Regions from separate parts of the Sus scrofa genome. Here region 1 is linked to region 2. The links are chromatin contacts, called in public HiChIP or PLAC-seq maps. All regions are on one chromosome and are shown on one strand. The core of a region is the stretch at or near the end of the contact, and the rest is flanking DNA. Distances in the headings are between cores, read along the strand shown.

What was found. HiChIP or PLAC-seq counts read pairs in DNA pulled down with a chosen protein or histone mark.
Region 1: an H3K27ac HiChIP or PLAC-seq map of skeletal muscle shows a contact between it and region 2. The contact joins the promoter of KLHL23 here to the promoter of SSB in region 2. A contact is called at or near these places in 2 of 47 Hi-C or Micro-C datasets (brain and epiblast stem cells) and 1 of 2 datasets of contacts at active chromatin or transcription factors (skeletal muscle).

Annotation. Positions count from the first base shown.
Region 1 is chr15:76,027,112-76,031,821 of Sscrofa11.1, forward strand. It overlaps KLHL23 (kelch-like protein 23), which reads left to right and starts at 2,034. Exons shown (of 4, transcript XM_021076501.1): 1 at 2,034-2,233; 2 at 3,646-4,710. The coding sequence starts at 3,648.
Region 2 is chr15:76,085,946-76,090,764 of Sscrofa11.1, forward strand. It overlaps SSB (lupus La protein), which reads left to right and starts at 2,642. Exons shown (of 12, transcript XM_001924998.6): 1 at 2,642-2,791; 2 at 4,481-4,556. The coding sequence starts at 4,491.

The DNA.
Region 1 (4,710 bases), core at 784-3,283, 59 kb before region 2:
AATTGGTCTATGCAGCAATCTGAAATAACTGCACAAATGTCAATATAGTGAATTCTGTTCTAGAGTCACTCATTACATGCCATTATGATTTTAGAAGCCCCTTTTCTGAGTTAGGCAGAACCTGTAATATTTACTATACATCAGAATCAGCATCATAGCTACAAACAGCCGTCTCCACACTTCAGTGACAACCCCGGAAAGAATGCCCATCTTTTTTTTTTTTCGGGCTGCACCCGCAGCGTATGGATGTTCCCAGGCTAGGGGTCTAATTGGAGCTGTAGCTGCCGGCCTACACCAGAGCCATAGCAACACCAGATCTGAGCTGTGTCTGCAACCTACACCACAGCTCATGGCAACGCCAGACCCTCAACCCACTGAGCAAGGCCAGGGATTGTTCCTAGTTGGATTCATTTCTGCTGCACCACAATGGGAACTCCCCGAATGCTCATCTTTAATCAGTCATAGTTGTGTCCTTGAATGATAACACCACCAACAAAATCACTATCAGTTATGAAGGACAAACTGTAGTTACAGTTAACTACAAAGTTTATAATTTTTGAAGAAATATTAATAAACTAATTTCAAAATTGTGGTTGTGATGGAGAATTAAGTGTAAATATCCTTTCATTATAGTAGTTAACATTTCTATACCACATTGAGTGCTTTCACTTTCATAATTTTGTTTTATCTTTCAAAAACCTTATGTTAGGTTGAGAAAGTACTGATATTTTTTATGTTTTACAGGTCAGAAAACTAAGGATCAGAGAAGTTTAGTTAAGCTACATAACAGATAAGTGGCAGAGATGAATCTTAAGCCCAAAACAAAATCTCATATTTTTCTTCTCTACTAAACTGTTTTTCAGATGTTGAGATAGTAAACCTTTCATTTTTCTGCCATTTTGGGGTTCAACATGTATTCTCCTAATTGTCAAAGGAATCACCTGATCCCTTTGATTAGAATGCAGATTCCTAGGTCTCTACCTCAGGTAGTGGGAGGTTGTGGCATTTGTGGGGTAATGCATACCAGCATCCCACATAATTCAATTGAGATGGTCTGACATGTGGAATTTAAACAAAAAAAAAATCACTGAAATGAGAACAGAGGCCATTTATTCAGATATTGCTATAGCAAGAGAATCAGCCACTGTCATTTGAGTTTGATTGAGGCTCAAAGGCAGGTAAGGGAGTAGGAAAGCTTTATAAATGTGGGGGAAAAAAGGATGGGAGTTCCCTGGTGGTTAAGGATCCAGCATTGTCACTGCTGTGGTTCTGGTTACTGCTGTGGCTTGGTTTCCATCCCTGGCCCAGGAATTTCTGCATGCCACAAAAAAAGGTGCATGGCCAAAAAAAAGTTATGCTTTGATTGTAGGTTGTTGGCCTGGGAATGTTGGGGGATGGCTACTAGAATCAGGGAGTTTTATGTGATCGGTTTGGGGAGCATACTTGGCTTTCTCTGGTTGGTCCTAAATTGGAAGTAGGGGTAAAAATAGGGAGGTTGGCAGTCTTTGACCACCTCCTGACTGTTCTGGTCTAATTGCTGCAGAGATTGTGATTTGGCTTCCTGGGCTTCTTGTGTGATTGAGAGTTCTGTTGTCATAGCTATACAGTCTAACAATCCTCTGTTTGTATATTGTTTGTCAGACCATATTCTGAGCACACTGGACCTATGGTGGTTCTTCCCGGTCTCCTTCCTCCCTCTAGCTGGCTAGACTGTGAACTCCATGAGAGTTATGGTCTTTCACCACACTATTACCAGTGCCTATCCCTAGCGGGCACTCAATAAAATTTTGCAAATGAATGAATGACAGATGAAAATATTTGATATTGGCTTTTGTTGGGACAAGAAAATGAACTTTCTGGTGTAGCATATGGACGTCTTTAAGTGGTTAGACTGGCTGTCACCAGGAAGGAAGACTGGAGAATGTTCCTTCCAGCTACTCTGCTCTAAATACTGTAACCTGAGTCTTTGGCCCTGGTTGCTCCCAGTTTTTCTCAAAGCTGCAGGTTAACCCACAGTTAACTCCCTTCAGAGTGCTCTGCTGGGGGCGGGATGGAGTTCGTGGGAAGGCGGCAGCTGCTTCTGGCAGTTTGAAGGCAGCCTCAACCCGAGACCTTTAGGTTTGCTGCATTCTCTCCACCTCACCCCACCCCACCCCGCAATTCCTCCCCCAGCATTAGGGCCTGGGCTAGGGAGAGCTACTGAAGGAGTGAAAAGGGAGACCCCTCCCAGCCTGTAAGTCTTAATTTAGAACTTACAAAGTTTACAGAGAAAACGCTGGTGTGTGTGTGTGTGTGTGTGTGTGTGTGTGTGTGTGTGTGTGTTTGTGGCGGGGCGGTGGGGGGCGGACAAGTCCAAGGGGAAAGCTAGCTGTGCGGGCGGTCTCCTGGGGGAAGCCATCCCACCTGATGCAGGGGGTACCCAACGGAGAGGGGCCGCAGCCACGCGCCTGCCTCTGCCCACAGCGCGGCTCCGCCACCCGAGAGTTCCCGCGAGTGGCCCCCGCGCCCCAGCCACGCGGGGGGCTGTTCGGTTGGAGGCGGGGAGCAGCCGGGGCACCAAAATAGGAGCCGCTTGTGGGCTGGAGCTGCACTAGCAGGCAGCCTCCGCCGCGCCTCTTCCAAAGATGGTCAGAGGGTCCGGAGGCACCTCCGCCCCCGCTCGCCCCTAGCCCGCGGGCCCGCACTGCGTCCCGTCCCGGAGCCGTCGCCGGAGGTAGGTGCGGGGCGCACCCGCTGCCCGAGGCCAGCGGGCGGGAAGCGAGCGGAGCCGGGCGCTGGGGAGCGAGGCCGCGCCGCCTCCAGAGCCCGCCCGCGGCAGAGACGCGGAGACAATGGCCGCGCGGGCGGCGGGCAGGGCCGAGCGCAGGGCGACCGACGACCTCCGTACCTCACCTGTGCTGCGTCCCGGGACAGAGGGACGCGGGCACCTGGCCCGGCGGGCGGTGTGCGGTGCCCTCGAGGCGAGTCCCTGCGCGAGGCCCCTCGCGGGGGTGACGGTCTCCCCGCCGGGAACGCGGGCCCTGGGGCCCAGACACGCGGCTCGCGGAAACCCCTGCAGCGGCCGGAGGAGGGGGTGCGGGGATGAAGGGGCCGCCGTCCGGCTGCTTTTCTTTCTGACCTTCTCTGAGCAAAGACGCACAGGGTTTCCCTTTACCGAGATTTCTTCTAGTTTAATGTTTCGATCTTCCCTTTCCTGGCATCTCAATGAGACTTGAAAGGGAGACGGAGCTAGGGAAAAAGGTTGAACTGGGGCCGACCCAAGACGGCCAAGGTCCAGCCTCGAGTGGGGTGACCCCTCGTACACTTGGTTTGCTAAGTGTGGGATCTCTCTAGGACGGACAGCTTGAGGTAGATTGCGGAGATTGGGTGAATGGGGTAGCAAATCAGTATTTCTTCTCCAAAGGACTGCTGAACAGTCCTGGGGCCTCATTTCAGACTCTAAGCTACCCTGAATTTATATTGACCATCATATAAATTATGAAATAGTCTATCCACAATTTTGCATCATAACTTGAGTGCTGAACTTCATCTAGTTTTGCATATTCAGTGCTTTTCAACCGTTATAATATCAGGAATATTTTGCATTGATTATCTGAGGTAATATGCAAAATTGAAAACACGTTTATTGTTTCATGTTTATTGCAGCCATGGCTCTAAAAGGACAAGAAGATTATATTTACCTTTTCAAGGATTCAGCGCATCCGGTGGATTTTCTGGATGCGTTCAGAACATTTTACTTGGATGGATTATTTACTGATATTACCCTCCAGTGTCCTTCAGGCATAATCTTCCATTGTCACCGAGCTGTTTTAGCTGCTTGCAGCAATTATTTTAAGGCAATGTTCACAGCTGACATGAAAGAAAAATTTAAAAATAAAATAAAAATCTCTGGCATCCACCATGATATATTGGAAGGCCTTGTAAATTATGCGTACACTTCCCAAATTGAAATAACTAAAAGAAATGTTCAAAGCCTGCTTGAAGCAGCAGATCTGCTACAGTTTCTTTCAGTAAAGAAAGCATGTGAGCAGTTTTTGGTAAGGCACTTGGATATTGATAATTGTATTGGAATGCACTCCTTTGCAGAATTTCACATGTGTACAGAACTAGAGAAGGAATCTCGAAGAATTCTATGCTCAAGGTTTAAGGAAGTATGGCAGCAAGAGGAATTTCTGGAAATCAGCCTTGAAAAGTTTCTCTTTATCTTATCCAGAAAAAATCTCAGTGTTTGGAAAGACGAAGCTATCATAGAGCCAGTTATTAAGTGGACTGCTCATGATGTAGAAAATCGAATTGAATGCCTATATAATCTCCTAAGCTATGTCAACATAGATATAGATCCAGTGTATTTAAAAACAGCTTTAGGCCTTCACAGAAGCTGCCTGTTAACCGAAAATAAGATCCGATCTCTAATATACAATGCTTTGAATCCCATGCATAAAGAGATTTCCCAGAGGTCCACAGCCACAATGTATATCATTGGAGGCTATTACTGGCATCCCTTATCAGAGGTTCACATATGGGATCCTTTGACAAATGTTTGGATCCAGGGAGCAGAGATACCAGATTACACTAGGGAGAGCTATGGCGTTACATGTTTGGGACCCAACATTTATGTAACTGGGGGTTACAGGACGGATAACATAGAAGCTCTTGACACAGTGTGGATCTATAACAGTGAAAGTGATGAATGGACGGAAGGTTTGCCAA
Region 2 (4,819 bases), core at 1,392-3,891:
CATCTTCTTGGTGCTTCATCTGAAAAAAATGAAACTTCCTTTTTGTATGCAGCCAGGAATCCATGTGGTAGCTGCATGGAGTTGGCTGGTAGAAGAAAGAGAGAGGGAGAAAGGAGAAAAGAAGAAAGGGAGAGTAAAGGACTGGAGATCAGATGGAAACAATAAATGTTCTGCAGTAAGTGTTGTCCCTGGCAGACTATATCTGCAGTTCTACCAAGTGTGGGGCTATAAATGAGCAGTAACATTTGTCTGAGTGCCACCATCTCCAGGCAGAGTCTGGGTCTTTTTTTTATTCCCACTGCCAAGCTCCATACCAGGACATTAGTAGGCAGGTAGTAAATGGTTTGTCCAGTGGAATCGTGGTAGTACCCCGACATTTGTATTATTTGTTCTGTTAAATACCTATATTCTGACTGACTTGATCAAAAAGTGAATTAAGTTTTTATTTTGTCCTGGCACCAGGTAGGAGGTAGATAAATATTTGTTAAGTGGATAAAAGAGAACACCATTAATTTGGATTTAAACTAGCTGAGCATAACTCCATTAATGGCTTTCTCAGAGTTCCTGTCGTGGCTCAGTGGAAACAAATCCGACTAGGAACCATGAGGTTGCGAGTTCGATCCCTAGCCTTGCTCAGTGGATTAACGATCTGGTGTTGCCGTGAGCTGTGATGTAGGTTGCAGACGAGGCTCGGATCCTGCGTTGCTGTGGCTGTGGCCGTGGCCAGCAGCTGTAGCTCTGATTAGACCCCTAGCCTGGGAACCTCCATATGCTGTGAGTGTGGCCCTAAAAAGGACAAAAAAAAAAAAAAAAAAAAAAACAGAGACAGAGAGAAATAGTTTTCTCATTGGCTTGATACACTATCTGGACTGAATCTATTACTGCATTGTTTTACAAATAAAATCATTTGATCTGTTTTGGGACTGCCAAAAACCTTTGAGATCATTTAACAGGCTATTTCACCAATATCATTTCAAATTTTCAAGAAAACTTGGGGGAAAATAAAAGATTGCCTTACTACAAGAAAAAACTCCTTTAATGATCCAGTGTTGCCCTGAAAAAAAAAAGAAAGAAAGAAAAAACTCCTTTAAGTGACCATGATGATGATGATGCTGCTGCCACCATCGCTCAGGGCACGTGGAAGTTCTCCGGCCAGTGATCGAACTCACAAACTCATGCCACAGCTCTGCAATCACAACCTGGGATCCTTAACATGCTCCAGCCTGAGGGAACTCTTTTTTTTTTTTTTTTTTTTTGTGGCAGTCCCTGGGACATATGGAGTTCCCTGCCAGGGATCCAATCCAAGCTAGAATTGTGACCTACACAACAGTTGCAGCAACACAGGATCCTTAACCCACTGCCCTCCTGGGAGGGAACCGTCATCCCTGCGCATGGATGGAGGGAGAGGGGAGGAGGAGGAGGATGGCACATTCATCCTGTTGTGCCACAGAGGGAACTCCAACAAAAAGGAACATTTAAACTAAAATTATTGTGCAAAAAATGTACTAATAGGAAAAGTCTTTAGTAGAGGCAACAGATTTCCGAACTAGATAGCATTTTGGTCATCTAAAATGACTTTTTTTTTTTTTTTTTTTTTTTGTCTTTAGGGCCACACTCGCAGCATATGGAGGTTCCCAGGCTAGGGGTCGAATGGGAGCTGTAGCCACTGGCCTATGCCACAGCCACAGCAATGCCATATAGAAGCACATCTGTGACCTACACCACAGTTCTCCTCAACACTGCATCCTTAACTTCACTGAGCGAGGCCAGGATGGAATCTGCATCCTCATGGATACTAGTCAGAATCATTTCCACTGAGCCATGATGGGAACTACTAAAATGACAAGTTTTGTCCCCCCGCCCCCCCTTTTTAAGGCCACACCTGCTGCATATGGAAGTTCCCAGGCTAGGGGTCCAATCAGTCACAGCCACAGTAACGCTGGGTCAATCGGGTGTGCGACCTACACTCCAGCTTCGGGGAACACCAGATCCTCTAATCCACATCCTCATGGATACTTGTCGGGTTCTTAAACCATTGAGCCACAACGGGAACTCCTGTTTGTTTTAAATTAATATATGCTGCTTCTCTTACTATATGTCAGGCACAGTTCCTGGCAAGGTATATATGCTTTATCACATTTAATGCTCACAACTGTATGAGATACGTGATATTTATTATTTGCTCCATTTTACATGTGAGGGATAGAGAAGTTGAGTAAAGTGCCCAAGGTCACAGTCTGTAAACTGAAGAGCCTTTATTTGAATACAGGCAGTGTGATTTCAGAATTCCAGCTCTTGAACTCTCTATTGTTATCTCAACTCTAAAACTCCGTCTTTCCTTTTTTAAAAAATTTGTCTTTTTTTTTTTAAGGGAGAAAAATCACTGAAAATTTAAATAATTTTTAAAAGGATAGCTTCTAGGGGAAAAAAACAAACATTTTAGAAAACAGAGAGCCTAATGAAGGGCTGGAAATACAAATGCCATCCAGAAATACGTAAAAAGAAACATTTATCCTAACACCCTTCAATATCCGGCGGGACTTCCTAACCCAATCTCCTCGAACGGTGGGTGGGACTCCTGTGGCCTCGGGCCCGAGGCCCAGGCGCATGCTCAGAGCGCGGAACCGGCTCCGGCACGCCCGAAGCCCCGCCCACTCTGGCCGCAAGGGCTGCCGGGACGGCCCCCATCTTCTTTACGCGCGTCGGGCATTTGGCGGCGTTGGGAAGTCCGGACGTTGCTGTCGCTGTTAGTGACCCTGTGGCGCGGCTGTGTGGGACCGGGAACTTAAAGGTGAGCAACTCCCGGTAGCTAAGAGATGAAGGTACAAAAGGGTCTGCTTTGCGTGGCGCGCGACGGCGCGTTCCCTTTCCTTGCTGCCTCACGCTGGGTGCGTCCGCCCCTCGCCTTCCTCGCGTTCGGGGCGAGCGCCGCGTGGGCCGCAGCCGGAGGCGGCGCGCTGAGCTGGTGGCGGGGCGGCGGGGGGAGGTGCGCAGGCCATCGCGAGGTTCGTTCCTCGTAGGAGCAGGGGGAGGTTTCCCGCACTTGACTGGGGCCCAGGCGATCCAATGGTTGCTTTGGGACGCGGCGCTCGCGCGTTCTTTGGACGCGGGCTGCCCGCCTCCCCCACTGCATCTTTAAGGTTTCGTACCTCCACCGCTTTCCTGTGTCGCCGAAAGCAGATGTTCGACTGTGTAAGTTTGTGGGAAGGTTGGCGTGGGTTAAACGCCGACGGGTTTTTTGGATCATGTGATACAGACTGGAGGCCGAGGAATAGGGGCCGCAGGCGTTCCCCTGGCGTCCCTCTTGGATTTTTATGGTTCTCATTGACTCACAAAAAGGCTTCGGGGGGAAATTGGAAAGTGTGGGTAAATGTTACACTTTTAGTTGTACATTCTGGGAAGGTATCTCATGAAACGAAGTTCCAAAATTGGGTAGGCCCAAGAAGTCTTACGAGGACTAAATAGTTCTTTTATCTCACCCTTTTCTTTGTAGGGGGCCCTACATCACGGTAATAGCTTAGAAATTGTGGTCGACAAACCAGTTCATAAGATTGATCATATTTTGTAAAGAAATGTTGCACCGTATGAGATTTTCCATTGTGCATCCAGGTTGTTGCATAGCAATTATAGTATATAAAATGATGCTTCCAAGAAGTGTACCAGTCACAGTTCATCGTTAGAGTTGATCAATGGCAGATATCCTTGATGAATCCTTATAAATACACTATTGAACATTGTATTTCGATGGTTTGGTAGAGCACTAGAAGCAAGTAATTTGAAGTCAGAAGACTTTGTTATTCCTAGCAAACCAACTTCACAGTTGGTATTGTCCGGGATTTTTTTTTTCCTGCAGTGTTATTGTCGGGGATGTGAAACAGGAAACTGGCTGTAAGATTAACCAATATATTAGAAAATTAATAGGCATACTCCTAGTTTAATGTTGTATTAGTGTCCCCAGGCTCTCAAATCACCATTTAATCTAATCGTGACTGTGATGTTTGAATTCTTTTTATCTTAAAGTTTTGATGTATAATCTTGTTCATAAGTTTTTGGTAAGTCAGCTGTGACTAATTTCAAAAGAAATTCGACCCACACCAAACTAGGCTGAGATCCATGGTAATATACTGACAGATGGTGATCTGTTTAAATCTAGTAATGGTTGGTAAGTGGTTGAATGGAGTTTTTCCCCCCCAAAGCTTTCTAGATCATCTAAATGAGGATTAACCACTCACTGTGTTGTAGGAAGAAGCTGGAACAGTGATTTACTGAAAAGGGTGTAGATTATCCATAGCTTTTCCGTTTTCCATCAAAGTTTCTTTGGTTGGAATTTGAGGATTGAGTAGAAAAATTGAACCTTTGAAATGAAAAAATAGTGATTTTTAGGAAAATGTTGGGATACTAATAATTTTAAAACTTAAAAAATGGTCTTGAGTTTTATGTGAAAAATAACCTCCTTATGCCAATATGGGAAATTTTACAGATCCGCCACAATGGCTGAAAATGGTGATAATGAAAAACTGGCTGCTCTGGAGGCCAAAATCTGTCATCAAATTGAGGTATGATTGTTGTGGTATTACACTGCAAAAACAGGCTCTTTGAAAGGAAATTTAGGGCCTCAAAACAAAAACAGAGCTTTTAATTTCAGTATAGTGATCATTTGGTGAGTCGTTTATTATTGGAGTTAGAAAACATACAGTAGTATACATTTTTGTATAGATGGAGTCATTTTCTGAAACCCAAAGACAAAAACCTTTCAAAGGATAATGCTACAGACTAGTGTTACTTTTTTGTGCTTTAATTTTCTAGTCTCTAAAGTGGG